Regions from separate parts of the Sus scrofa genome. Here regions 2, 3 and 4 are each linked to region 1. The links are chromatin contacts, called in public Hi-C maps. All regions are on one chromosome and are shown on one strand. Each heading gives the region's core, a stretch centred on a gene start, on an enhancer-like site or on the middle of the called end of the contact. The rest is flanking DNA. Distances are from core to core; before and after follow the strand shown.

What was found. A called contact is a pair of places that touch in the nucleus more often than the background predicts.
Region 2: a contact with region 1 is called in a Hi-C map of liver, with 4 times the contacts expected there. The contact joins two enhancer-like sites. A contact is called at or near these places in 1 of 5 promoter capture datasets (liver), 10 of 47 Hi-C or Micro-C datasets (alveolar macrophages, fetal skeletal muscle, heart right ventricle and 6 more) and 2 of 2 datasets of contacts at active chromatin or transcription factors (alveolar macrophages and skeletal muscle).
Region 3: a Hi-C map of liver shows a contact between it and region 1, with 5 times the contacts expected there. The contact joins two enhancer-like sites. A contact is called at or near these places in 2 of 47 Hi-C or Micro-C datasets (both in liver) and 1 of 2 datasets of contacts at active chromatin or transcription factors (alveolar macrophages).
Region 4: a Hi-C map of subcutaneous adipose tissue shows a contact between it and region 1, with 2.1 times the contacts expected there. The contact joins two enhancer-like sites. A contact is called at or near these places in 4 of 47 Hi-C or Micro-C datasets (liver, skeletal muscle and subcutaneous adipose tissue) and 2 of 2 datasets of contacts at active chromatin or transcription factors (alveolar macrophages and skeletal muscle).

Annotation. Positions count from the first base shown.
Region 1 is chr13:110,408,406-110,411,669 of Sscrofa11.1, forward strand. No RefSeq gene overlaps it. Among named protein-coding and RNA genes, the nearest start is that of TMEM212, 4.4 kb to the right of the region's middle. Within about 2 kb of position 1,571, at least 24 of the 83 cell types and tissues checked have an H3K27ac peak or open chromatin away from gene starts, as enhancers often do. A contact at or near this core is called in liver, skeletal muscle and subcutaneous adipose tissue, where this site is marked.
Region 2 is chr13:110,871,140-110,874,403 of Sscrofa11.1, forward strand. FNDC3B (fibronectin type III domain-containing protein 3B) reads left to right here. Exons shown (of 26, transcript XM_021069801.1): 14 at 1,035-1,121; 15 at 2,439-2,577. Among named protein-coding and RNA genes, the nearest start is that of GHSR, 120 kb to the right of the region's middle. Within about 2 kb of position 1,737, at least 2 of the 83 cell types and tissues checked have an H3K27ac peak or open chromatin away from gene starts, as enhancers often do. A contact at or near this core is called in liver, where this site is marked.
Region 3 is chr13:110,756,566-110,759,829 of Sscrofa11.1, forward strand. All of the region lies in intron 3 of FNDC3B (fibronectin type III domain-containing protein 3B), which reads left to right. Among named protein-coding and RNA genes, the nearest start is that of FNDC3B, 170 kb to the left of the region's middle. Within about 2 kb of position 1,631, at least 7 of the 83 cell types and tissues checked have an H3K27ac peak or open chromatin away from gene starts, as enhancers often do. A contact at or near this core is called in liver, where this site is marked.
Region 4 is chr13:110,677,119-110,680,382 of Sscrofa11.1, forward strand. The region is part of intron 2 of FNDC3B (fibronectin type III domain-containing protein 3B); the gene reads left to right. Among named protein-coding and RNA genes, the nearest start is that of FNDC3B, 91 kb to the left of the region's middle. Within about 2 kb of position 1,638, at least 30 of the 83 cell types and tissues checked have an H3K27ac peak or open chromatin away from gene starts, as enhancers often do. A contact at or near this core is called in skeletal muscle and subcutaneous adipose tissue, where this site is marked.

The DNA.
Region 1 (3,264 bases), core at 321-2,820:
CCAGTTGCCCACTGCTCATACCAGATAGAGGGGAAGCTCTAGTTGGAAGTTCCCAGTCCTCAAGCAGATAACATTCTTCCAGATAAAGGCTTCTTAGGGACAGGCAATTTGGCCACTTAGGTACGTTTGCTCCCTTGGGATTTATTTTAAGCCATGGAATCTTAGATATGGAGGAGTCTTAGAAATTATCTGGTCTAACCTCCACATGTTCCTGAGGACACAAAGATTATAAGAGGCTTTAATTTACTCAAGGTCATACAGCCCTGGTCTCTTTCTGCTGCACCAGGCTGCTCCTCATCATGTTCATTTGTTTTAGCCCACACTCCCTCAAACAGATGTTCAGGAACATTCCATACGGTAACCATCCCCGTCCATCTCCACATTAAGGGCAAGAGCCCACACATGAAGCACTGCAGAATGGAAAACCAGCCCTGGCAATGCTCTGGATAGAAATTCTGGGATTTTTACATCAATACGCAGAAAAGAAACTTTGGTTTTAGTTCCCTCCTTGTTCTAATTTTTAGAAAAGAAATAGCAAGGAATCTCTTTGTTCACTTCTTGGTTAATTTATTTTTTTGTAACTGGGAGTGGAATCAGCAGTTCTAATCAGGTCTCCTTTGTGCGTATGCAGCATCATCTTTGAATTGAGTGCAGCCCTATGTGCCTTGATACTTCATGGCTCAATTTTCAGATGTACATAGGCGTTTAAAAAGATGGAGTACACCTGTATAATGATCTACTAGAGACAGACAAAAATTATAAACTTCAGAGTCAGGTATTCCTGAGTTCAAAGCAAGGATTCAACACTAATTAGTTGGGTCACTTTCGTTATTTATTATCTTAGAGCCTCAGATTTGCCATCTGTAAAATGGGAATAACAATGACAACCGTAGAGGGCTTTAGTGAACACATCTCACTGTTCTTCCCTAACTTTTGCCTTTTACCTGGGTATAACTAGACCCAAAAATGGTGTTTAGTTTCTCATTGAACAATTTGGTTCTTTTCTTTTTCAAAAATGCCAAGACAAGGAACTGAGTGAATATACATTTCCCATATAAAAGGACTTAGAGGTTTGTCCCTAAAACAACTTAAAAAACAAGCATCATCTGAGAACATTTCAGAACACTCAAGCAGCTTCTTTCTCATTCTGCTCCCCCCCCCTTTCCCCCTAATTTGTCCCTTTTGTCCTCCCTACAACTCTCTCGTAAAATGGACACAGACGGCCCATGGCTCCCATCGCTCCTCTGTCCCGGAATCAACTCTGTCCAGACCCAGGCTTTGGATCTGTGAGTGACGCAAGAAGCTGTTTTTGGCCTCAGGAATGTTTTCCTCTATGTCCTGACTCCTCTTGTTGTCCTTCCCTCCTCTCCATCTTTTCCCCACCTCTTTTCCCCAGACACCCCCACTGTTTTCTCTCTTCCTGTTTTCTTAGTTTCATCCCCTCTCCTTGGTGGCCAAAGCACCAATCAATCACCACGGCTGTCACAATCAGTTCTATCTGAGGCTCCTCTATCTCCATGATAAAACAGGATAGGAACGGCCTTTCCAAAAGACAGACATCTCCACAGTAGCCTGTAGGAGGCTGCCTGGCACAGCACGTCTGCCAATAAGAGTGTTTCCTTCCAGCTGCAGAGCTTGGGAGAGCCAACCAACAGCAAATCTGCACAAGTTTGCCGGGTGACACACTTAAGTTGTTTTGCTTTGCAAAAACAGGGGAAAACTCTGATAAACTCCAGATGATTTCAAAACACATTTGAGGGTCTGATATACAAAAGGCAGATAAAAATCTGAATTAGGTCAGTACAAGTTGATGTACAAATCCCTATTTTGGTCCAAACATCTTGCCGACTGAAAGCCTTTCAATTTGACAATTCCCAGTGAGGGATGATAAACACTGAACTTTGCTCTCCTTAAACCCCAAGCCATCATGAGAAGAGAGGGTTCACTCAAAGTTGAAATTGAACAGCCAGTGAAAAGCAGAGGGAAGTATGTATTATGAATGAACATTGGAAGCATTTTTAAGCCGGTTAGGAACCTGCAGTATTTGGTAAGACAAAAAAGTGTATGAAACACATCCACCTGTGTGTCTGTATGAGTGAGCTCTGCAACCTCACCATCGTTCCTATGCTAGGAAGACAGGTTCACCTTGGTACAGAAGGGATCAAAGTTGTTTTTGCCTTACAGTCTTTGTACTGTCATCTACATTGAGCAATATTCTCAAAGATTATTGAGCAGCATGCTCATTTTTTTGCACATTACTAAAGCTATAGATCTCCCCCCCTTTACTTCCTCCCATCTTTTAATTTGAAATGCTCAAACCTACAGAAAAGCTGAAAGCAAGCAGAAAGAACATGAACTTACCTTGTTTCACTGACAGGACATTCCCGTATGCAACCACAATGCCATCCCTACTCCCAAGATACTTAACATTGACTTACTGGTGTGATCTAATAAAAACTCCACATTTAAATTTCCCAATTGTCCCAGTCACCTTTTTATTATCTTTCATGATATGGGCAGTTTTGAGGAGTCCCGGCTAGCACTTTGTAAAATGTCCCAGTAATCTGAGTTGCGTAGTTTCTTTGTGATTAGATTCAGGTTAAACATTTTTACCGAAAACACTACACAGGTGATGGTGTGTCCTTCCACTGCATCCTATCAGGGGTCAACGAGGTCAGTTTGTCTTGAGGTTGGTGATACAAAGCTCCAGTGCTCAGTTAAGATGGTGACTGCCGTATTTTCCATGGTAAAGGTATCCGTTGTGCTTGAATCTGTTTCTGCGCTAGGGTGAGCAGATTATTAATTTTCCAATTTTTTTCACTCCTTTTGTATATAGCAGATGGAATCCTCAATATCAAACCCAGGTCTTTCTAATGCCAAAGGCCATGTTCTTTCCGCTACAGGAACCACCTCTCTAACGTGTAAACAAATGAAGCTAGTCACTTGAAGCTGCCAGGGAAATAAAGCATTTTCTTTCCATCTCTCGTTTAGAGCGCCAGCTTCTTTCATCTTGGCAAATATGGACCCCTTCTGTAGCTTTGAAACCTACTTAAAAAAAAAAAATGAAAATAACCCCCAAGACTTGAACACACACAGCTGCTGTTTCTAGGGCTCACGTGTGAAGATGTGTGTCTAGAGAGGTGGAGAAAGTCCAAATCGGCTTTCCCCCACAGCATTGCTGACATTATCACACCTCTTTGGGGATCCAGGGTACATTTTCTTTTCTTTTCTTCTCTTTTCTTTTCTTTTTTTTTTCCAGGGGGT
Region 2 (3,264 bases), core at 487-2,986, 460 kb after region 1:
AAGTTTCTGATGGACAGGGCTTTGTCTGTTTTGGGGCAGTGCTAAACCCCCAGAGCATGGAAGAGAGCCTGATGCATAGAAGGGGCTCCAAGGTTGGATGGATAAATAGGCGGAGAATGCAGGCGTGATTGAGGGTATTGTTGAATGAATTCTGTACATTCAGCTTTGGTAGGATATTTATCCCTTTGAAGGCTTATGTTTTCTCCATCCAAGCTGTCGTTTTGCCCTTGGCCGGAAAGGGGACACTGTGTCAGAAAGCCCAGCCATGGTTTATTACATAACATTTTTTTTTTAAGCTTCTATCACTTGCTTTATATGTTTTCCCCACACCTTGGAAATCTTCAGATTTTTTTTTTTTTTTTTTTGTCTTTTTAGGGCTGCACCCACGGCATATGGAGGTTCCCAGGTTAGGGGTCTAATCCGAGCTGTGGCTGCTGGCCTACGCCACAGCCACAGCAACGCCAGATCCGAGCCACATCTGCGACCTACACCACAGCTCACAGCAACACCAGATCCTTAACCCACTGAGCAGGCCAGGGATCGAACCCTCCTCACAAATACTAGTCAGATTTGTTTTCACCAAACCACGACAGAAACTCCTGCATAGCATGTTGGAGCTCAACAGTGAGGACCTCAGTGCAGGAAGACCTTCATGACAACATTGTTAAATAATTTTTTAAGTATATACTGCTTCATCAATCTAGTGGTTAAATTCTTTGTTTAAAATGCTTATTGAGTAACCAGAAAAAGTTTACTCTGTGAGAAAAGCATATGGTGGTACCTATTCCAAAGCAAACTGACATTCTCTCAAAGAGAGAGCATTGTTCTCATTCAAATTAGTGTTAGTCTCACAATAAAGTTGCCCAGATCCAGAATAAATTATAATGTGATAGAGTTACATTTTCACTTTTAAAGAATCAGACTTCTGGCCCACTGGTGATGATAGAAGGAGGCAATATAAAAATTATACATACAAAGTATTTAAGGCCTGGACTTTATGGTACTGATGTTTCTTTCTGGCTTTGCCTTTTCAGGATAACCTTTTCCACCCAAAATACACTGGAGAGGACTTAACCTGTACTGTGAAAAATCTCAAAAGAAGCACACAGTATAAATTCAGGGTGAGTCAGTCATTTTGTTACCTGCACTGCTTAAAAATGAAGCTGTTTTACGTTTCACCCCATGCCATTTTAAATCGACTCTACAAGTTAAAAATTTCTCAAGTTTGCTACACTTTACACTTTTATAATAATATGTGTAAAATACACATCACACTTTTATTCTGTTTTATTTATTTATTGGCCTCACCCCAAGACATGTGGAAGTCTGGGTCAGGGATCGAACATGCACCACAGTTGCAGCTTGCGCCACAGCTACACCAATGCCGATCCTTAACACACTGTGCCACCAGGGAACTCCCATACTTTAATTTTAAAATCCACTTTTGAGAAAGAAAAGCTGTAACAAAGTGCAGCTGTAATGTGCACTACAACATGGATGAAGACCCAAACCAGGTGCCCAGCACACCTCTCTCACCTGCACTTCATACCTTTCTCTCCAGAATTTCTCACTTTAATCAGACTTCCCTTTTATTCTTCATTTTCCTTTGCTCTTATGCCCATTTTCTTTTCTCACCTGTTTCTCTTTTTCTTTGCTGTTACCCACCTCCTCCCCCCTCGGGCTCTGCTTTTGTCATCAACAGTCACCATTAATGTCACCATGGGACTTTGTGTTGTTGCCCAAGACAATTTTGCAATCTTTAAGAGAGAGGAAACAGCAGGCTGCCTTCTGTGCTGCTGTAGTGTTTAGTGATCCTAGCGCAGCACTGTATTTTCTAGTGCAACACTGCATTTTGAAGAGATGTGGTTGTCTTCTGATTCCACCATTCCTTCTCTTAACTTTTGTGCCAAATGGTGTTATTTGATATGCAATAGTCACTCAATAAATAATTGTTATATTATCGAGTGGAATGTGTGACTATTAGAGGAAAATGATAGTTTTTGGATATTTTAGAAAACCCTTGTTATTTGATACTGGCTATGAGAACATAGATACATTGCTAGCATTTGTCCACAAGGTGGCGTTGCCCTATGCTTAAATAAGCGAGGTTATTTTTGTCTGCCTTTTCCCCCATATTTCCCTTCCACAAAACACTATGAACCAGGTGGTGACATACTGGTTTTGTTTTGTCCTCTTGAAAGGGTAAAAAATGTCTTTAGCTAATACCTACCTTATTTTGTTTTTAGTTGTTAATAGCAAAACTATATAGAAAATAAGTACCCCATTAAAGAAACACTTATAAATTAGTGGTTTGAGATTGAGAGAGAATGTCTGTCTGTGTGAGTTTATGGATACCCTGATCTTCCATGTGGAAAGTTTAATACCACTGGTTTAATACCTGGTATCTAAAGTATATTGTTTCCTTGGTTGTGTTGTAGCTGACTGCTTCTAATATGGAAGGGAAAAGCTGCCCAAGTGAAGTTTTGGTATGTACAACGAGTCCTGACAGGCCTGGACCTCCTACAAGACCCCTCATTAAAGGACCAGTTACATCTCATGGCTTTAGTGTCAAATGGGGTATGTTTTGTTGGTGCTCATACTGACGCTTTTTTGACAGATTTTTTAAAAACTTACTAATTTCCATAGTGACAGACCAATAAACAGCAAACCATATTACTTAAGGGAGTTCTATACATTTGGAATAGCTATATGAGAAACATCCTAAGAATTCCACAAACTGGTAAAATTGACCATTTTAAGAGCTTTTCATTAACTTTATGATTTTTCTGATTATATTTTTTCCTCCTAAATTTGGAATGTATTACTGATTTGAATGTGGTAATTTCTGAATATGTCTTTCATTCTCCAATGGCTTGCCCTCAAAAAGTAGCAATATTTCATATAAAAACTGATTTATAAAGTTAATATTGAAAATAAATGTCAAAATTTAGGTATGTCCTCTGAATTAAATTGTGACATACAGAATTTTTAAGTTACTATGAATTAGGAAAACTTTAGTTTTTGCTGTTGTTGTCATCTTATCAAGAGTCATAAACTTCAGGAATTTTTCACATTGAAGTTCATCATGTGGTATATGTGGGTATCTGGTAGAAGGATATTGTGGCTCACTTGCTGTGTGAATTACTTCAGTGAAATGACTGCCATCAGAATGTTGATAAATATTTGCAGTTGTCTGTGAAACTATTATGACATGTGTGAGTCATATAGTAATATTAACTACATAACCAGAAAAAAAGGGAAAAG
Region 3 (3,264 bases), core at 381-2,880, 350 kb after region 1:
AACAGATTGGGATCTCATATCTGTGACCAGAAAATTTTTAATCAGATATTTTGATGTTGTTTTGTTCTTTTAAAAGTGAAAGTGATCACTTGTTAAGTATGCGGCTGAAGGTGTATCTTATTGGATGGACCTTAGGATATGTGCACATAGGAATTATTTTATAGGTGAAATCAAGGGGAAGAGAAGTCAAAACTGCCTTTGAATGGTTTCTCAAAGGCAATAATGGAGATAAGGAGATGGAAAAGACAGGTATTCACGTCTTCTGATGCTTACAGTTTAATCTGAGTGGGAGTGTCTGGAGTAGAATGTGAACATTTTGCGAAGAAGAGATTTATGAATTGCTCATGTTTGTATACTGCATATATCTGTGGCTATATTGCTGTTCAACCATTGATGGGACCATATGTGAAATTCTTGTTCTGATTTTTTTAATTGAAAATGTTGATAATTTTGCATTTTCCCCTTCTTACCTACCCTAATATGTCCTGGTCTTGACCACCCCTGATTAGTTTGTAGTTGTCTGGATGAGGTACCCTTAAAATGTATCATTTATCAGTCTCTTGAGAAGCTTGCTGTTTTTGTTTGTTTGTTTGTTTTAGCTCAGGAAAGACAGCAGTTAATTGGCTAGGAGAGCTTTCTGACAGTCTGTTCCCCAGGCTTAAACCTTCCATTTTCATTTGTCTCAGCCTCCCCTTTGTAAAGTAAGGCTTGATATTTGAAAGTGAAATTGTAGCCTGCTCAGTAACATGATTTGTTTCTGTTGAACCAATGTGCCAGGACCAGAAAGCATCCATGCCATAAAGCAGTCAGCTTCCCCTTGAACAATAACTGTGTCAGCTCATTTTTATAGCTAAGAAAATAACTGGCCAGGGTGACCTAACCTTCCTGCAGGTACTTGGAGGTGTTTACTGACTGCGTTTGATCAGACTTCAAATGGGAGAGTCTAACTATGTGTAGTTGTTGTTTACTGTCAATCTCAGCCTGCCCTTTGTTTTTCACATACAAACAAAAGAGTAGGAGCAACAAGCTGTGTCGACATGTCTGGTCTAAAGGAACTCTCATGTATTCTCTTGGCCTCCTCTACATGGTTTAGGTAGGGTAGAGACTAGAACTATAAATTGAGCTAGTTATCTCAAACCCCATTATTAGGTCCCAGCCACTGGACAATTGAGAGAATTTTTATTAGCAATCAAAACACTTTTGTAAAATTAAGTTAATTTCAGAAGATTGCTGGTCTTTGGTTGAGAGGCAGCTTCTAGCCTGAAATTGTGTGATTGTTAGTGAGTGAATAGCCTTATTGATTGGAGGAAAAGTGGCATCAGGTAGATAAACTATGATTTGTGTGCTATGCAACATTTGGCTTATCTTTTTTTCTACTTCCATAATAGCTATTGGTTTTCTTTAGCATTTCTAATCCATGGATCCCAGACATTTCTCCCTTGCTCTTTCCTTTTTTTGAGGTGCACCAGTTGAAAGAACCAAGGTAGTAAGCCATGTTGGAATGTTGTCTATAAAATGCCTTTAGAATGTTGTCAAAGACTTCCTTTCTGGCACTCACTCTCATGGGTTGGCGGAGGCGAGAGCCAGTCTTGAGGGCAGTTGCAAGGGATCCTCTGTGGTTTGCTTTGTAAACCTCATCAGAGCAATGGATAATTGAACTCTCTCAGTATACTGTGTAATGATATGTTGGTAAAGCTATGCATTATTATTATTTGTAATTCAGCTTTCAGGTGGGCAGTGTTTTAATGTTCTTTCATTTCTAACAGATGAATAATGTAAACCAGATCTTGAGAGGAATGCAGTCACGTATTGTTGTCAGGTTAATAATTTCAGTACTATTTTCAAACTTGCCTCTCTAGAGCATGACCTTGGACTTGTAAAGCAGAACACAAATAAAATAGGAAGTGCCCATTTGCCCCTGTGTTCTTCACAGAATTGTTATGAAAATATCTATTTGCTGTCCTGTCTTTTGCTTGCTGTTCTGAACTTCCCAGGAGAAGGCAGGCTGGGGTGGGAGTTGAGGTCTGGGGCAGAAGAGTGGACAAGGTTTTATTCATCCCTCTTCCCTTTCATAACCCTTTCTGAGAGCAGAGAAAGTGGGTGAGAGAATGAAAGCGACCCCTTTAAAATACGCAGGGCCTCAGTGAATAAGTTCTGCCCCATTCCTGCTGGCACGTTGCTTAGTTGCTGTCTCTGTTATATAGCCTTTTAATGAATAATCTTTCTTTTTTTTTTCTGCACAGAATTAATGGACATTTCTTAAAAACATCAGTTTTTGTTTTATCTCAAGACATTTAAAACAAAATTTAAAATACTCAGCTCTAACAAAATTTTACCCTCAACAAGACTCTCTTGGAGGGTTTCACTGAAATTATGCTCACCCATTCCAACTGTTTTTGTTTTTTGGGTTTTTTTCTTTTTTTTTTGGCACCTTCCTCTTGAATTTGTTATTAGCTAGAATACCAGTAGTTGGGCAGAATGGTCCTCATTACCCTGTATGAGAAAGTGAGGGCTCTCTGATGCCCTTTATGGGCATAGAGAAAACATGCTAGGAAAATTTTACTTTAAAAAGCTTTGAAGAATGCCCTTTTTGATGCCTTTATTTTAATTTTGGTGTTAATGTTTGCAGGAAGTTTTCTTTGTAAAATATCCGAAGCCCAACCTCAGTATTACTGAATTGTATTTGTATCATTCCTCGGAGTTTTGGAATGTATAAGGTCTGGTTTAACTACAAATAAGCAAATCCATGGATTATCTGCCATTAAAATCTGCCATTAAAAATCAAAACAAAGAAAGTGAATCTTAGGGTTCATTTAGATAAGTGTATCTGAGTGTTTTCATTTGTGGTCTAAGTTATGTTCCATTTGGATAGGGTGATGAAGTTTAATGTGAGGAGTAGGGCCCTGAGATCTTGGGAGATCCAGCTTCAGGCTGGATATAATGAACTTGCTGTTTTGTTTTGTCCAGAGATGAACTTTAAGAACCATTTTTCATAGGCCTCCTACATAATTCTTCAATCATTTCTATTGCTAGACTAGACTCTTACCAAATGCTCCTGCTGTTTTCAATGTCTGGGCTACATGCCTGACTCCACACTGAGATACGCAGTGTCTGTTTCAGAAACCTCAAGCCAAAAGCAGGACCCAAATCTGGGTTTCCCCCTCCTCCCGCACTTCTGTGCACCTGTGCATTACTCATTGTGCATGCCATTCTCTCCATAATTAAGAACAGAAATGCCTGTTCTCTTCAATGTCATTGTGTCCT
Region 4 (3,264 bases), core at 388-2,887, 270 kb after region 1:
CTAGGGGAATTCAAGGACTCGACAAGGACTTTATGAGAATAAATGCTGCCCAATACAAAAACAACTGTCTTGTTGTTAGTTAAGGGATGGATTCTCCTATTACCTAAATGCCATCCTGGGAGAAAGGGGCTCTGTCTTAGGAAGTCAGCATAGATTTTTTAGAAGAGAACTTGTCCTCAGTCTTTGGGGATATGCCTTTGACCCAGTTGAATGTATTCTCTCCTTATAGTCATTTACTGAAGTGTCTCCATAGAGAACTGACTCTGTGAAACCCACATCTATTGTGGAGGGGGGAAGATGTGTGGTAGAAGAGAAAAGCATGTAGTTTGGTCAGACAGAGCTGGATTCCAGTGCTGGCTCAGTCATTTTGTATTTTGTGACTTTGTACAAGTTACTTATCCTCTTTAAGCCTGAGTTTCCCCATCTCTAAAATCTGGATGTTCTTGTGCCTTGACACAGTGTGTAAGTAAGTACCAGTGGGGGCTCCCTTGTCTTGTATGTCCTGCCCTTACATGAAACTCTTCTGCAGCTTTTAGGTTGTATAATTTTTCCCCCCAAAGATATCTGTTGGATAATCATAAATGCTGGCTCTAAATGAGAATGTTCATTCATACATGAAACAGCTAAGACAGCTTCACAGAACATGGCAAGTGGGAAAAGCTCTGGAAGTGAAATGGGATCTCCTCTCCTAGCACAGTTTATGTCTTGATTGCCTGGGTATGGGATTTAACTTTGCAGAATGATGCAGATGTTAACATTTCATCTTTGGTTCCTCAGTACTGCTTTCCCAGCAGAAGCTTTTGTGATGGACACATATATGTGGCAGTAATTGTTTACTCAGATGGCTGGTAGTATTTCGTTTGAGGTAAAAATTAGGAATTTGCCTCCAGGAGAAGTCTTAGGTACTGTTGATCTTGTGGTTAATCATTAATGAGTTAAAAAGAGTTATATTTAGATTTATACCTCTAAGGAAAGATGTGTTATACCTGTTTCAGTTGTTTTGTTGGGTAAAGCTTTCCCAGGATACAGTGTTTAGCCTTTTGCTTAATTAGGTTAATTCTACCTCGTTTTATTATTTCTGTGGACTTTGGAAGAATGGTCACTTATTTTTCATTAAGTCTTAATAAATTTCTTTTGCTTATTTCAGGCTGCTTGGTTTGTATAGCACTAACAGATTTGAAACAGAGCTGATGAAGCAATAGTAGTCTGAAGTATGCTCTTATGATTTGATTAACATAGTTTGGTTTTAACATCTCTGGGGGAAAAATATATCAGAGGTTAAAATCTTTGTTCTTTTTTTTGCCCTCCTGACAAGACACAGAATACAGCATGACTTGTTTTAATGCTGACTTTGGAAAAGCAGGAAATGCTTACTGAGTATACAAAAAATGATGAGGTTTGGACAGTGATATTATGTTTTATATTCTGTATTTAAGAGAACGTGTAACTGTTATGTCTGCTTTGTGGCTAAAAAGAGAAAGAAGGAGGGAAGGAAGAAGAGAAGGGTGAAAGAGGGGGTGGAGAGAGAGAAAGATTGAAAGAGAGTGCTATTCAGAGAAAGAGAGAGACAGACGGACTGATAGACTTGTATATGAAAGGTTACGTGCCAAGGAGCCTGCCAGAGTGTGACTCATGCTCCTCAAGGCTGCGTGATGCAAGGCCTACTGCCGCCATCTCATTCATATCTCTGGTCAGGGACAGATCACTGGGCTGTCAAAACTTTATTTTTATCTCTCCTTTATTGACAATGAAAACAGCAAGGTGGTCCGTCTGTCTCTGCATAATAAAATGCTTTCTTTAAAAATATCTCAATGCCAGGATGAATACAGTTTGCTTAAATAATGGCTTTTGCTCTTACTAAGAAAAATTGATATTGGGACACAGGAGATTTGCCTGGTTTCTGAGGTAACTTGGTAGATTATAATCTGGTTGCCATAGCAACACAGCAGCAGGGAAAATTACAGGAACTAAATATTTGAAGAGAGGTATTTTAATAGGATGTGTACAAGCCCTTTACCTGTCTTTCTCCCTGAAGAAGTGGGGTAGGGGTTGGGAGTGGGCCTCCCGTGAAAAGAGAAGGGAAGGCATAAATAAGGGGCTTTTGGAGGCTGAATGCCTCTGGGCCATTCTTTGAATTGTGGCCTAGTGTCAGTGACCACTGAGGAACTGTTACAGACACTTTTCCTGCAATATGATAAGCAGATAATGTGACAGATCTTGGAACATATTCCAATCCAGAAATCCTTTTCCTGGCCTGGGACTTTCCATAATATTGGTGAATTATATTTTCAAAACTAGCATTTAGGACATGTTATGAGTATAACAGAAGAGAATATATGAAATTGGGATTGTCAAAGAATATCTGAGTCATACTTGTAGTGTTCACTGTTGGTTTTTTTTTTGACTAATAATTCTATAGGCATACATTATTGGTGTCTCTCTCAAGGTTTAAACAAAGCAGATGGTTTCTGCTGTTATAGCAATGTTAGAATTGGTTTAAGGACTTTTAAAAAGATATGGGTGATTGTCTCTTTTGGAGTATTGTTTTGTTCTATTGTAGTTGATGTATGTTCTATGTGTTTATAAAAGTAAAGTTAAATTAAAACTATTTTCATATTAGGAATGACTTTAAAACTCAGTTTCAAGAAAGCAATCGAAATGTCTTAATCACTCCATAGAGATTTGAAGGGATTTCCTTTTGAGTTCCTAGAATGGCACAATGTGTTTACATTGGTGAGAATTTGAATACTTAAGACTGAAAGATTATTGACACAGATCCTGTACAGGAAAAATAAATTGCCTTAAAATAACTTATAATTTAAGAAATGAGAAGCACCAGTGATGAAGCTTGTATTGCTTTTCCCTGAATGGTCCTGTTTTCTCCAGTTAATGTATTTCCAGATTTAAAAATTTTAGTATCCCAGCAGTGTTTCTGGTGGTGAATTATTAGAAGAAGCAAAATACATGGATATTAAAGGCTTAGTTTTTAAAGATGAAATGGTTTTGATTTCAATAAGTAATTTTCAAAAACAGATAAATTATGGTCCATACAGTAAATAAAGTTGACTTCTAAAACTGCGTATTATGAAAGCTTAATTCCTAAGTTGAAGCAGTTGTTTGCAATGGCTTTCCTTATGTTTTATGATGTTCATTTACTTAGTTAAGAGTATTTCTGGAGATTTTACTCTGTGTCATATCTTGCCCTTAAAGAGCCTAGATAAAAGAATGAAGGAACAGACACTAAAATAATTCCTTAATTAATTA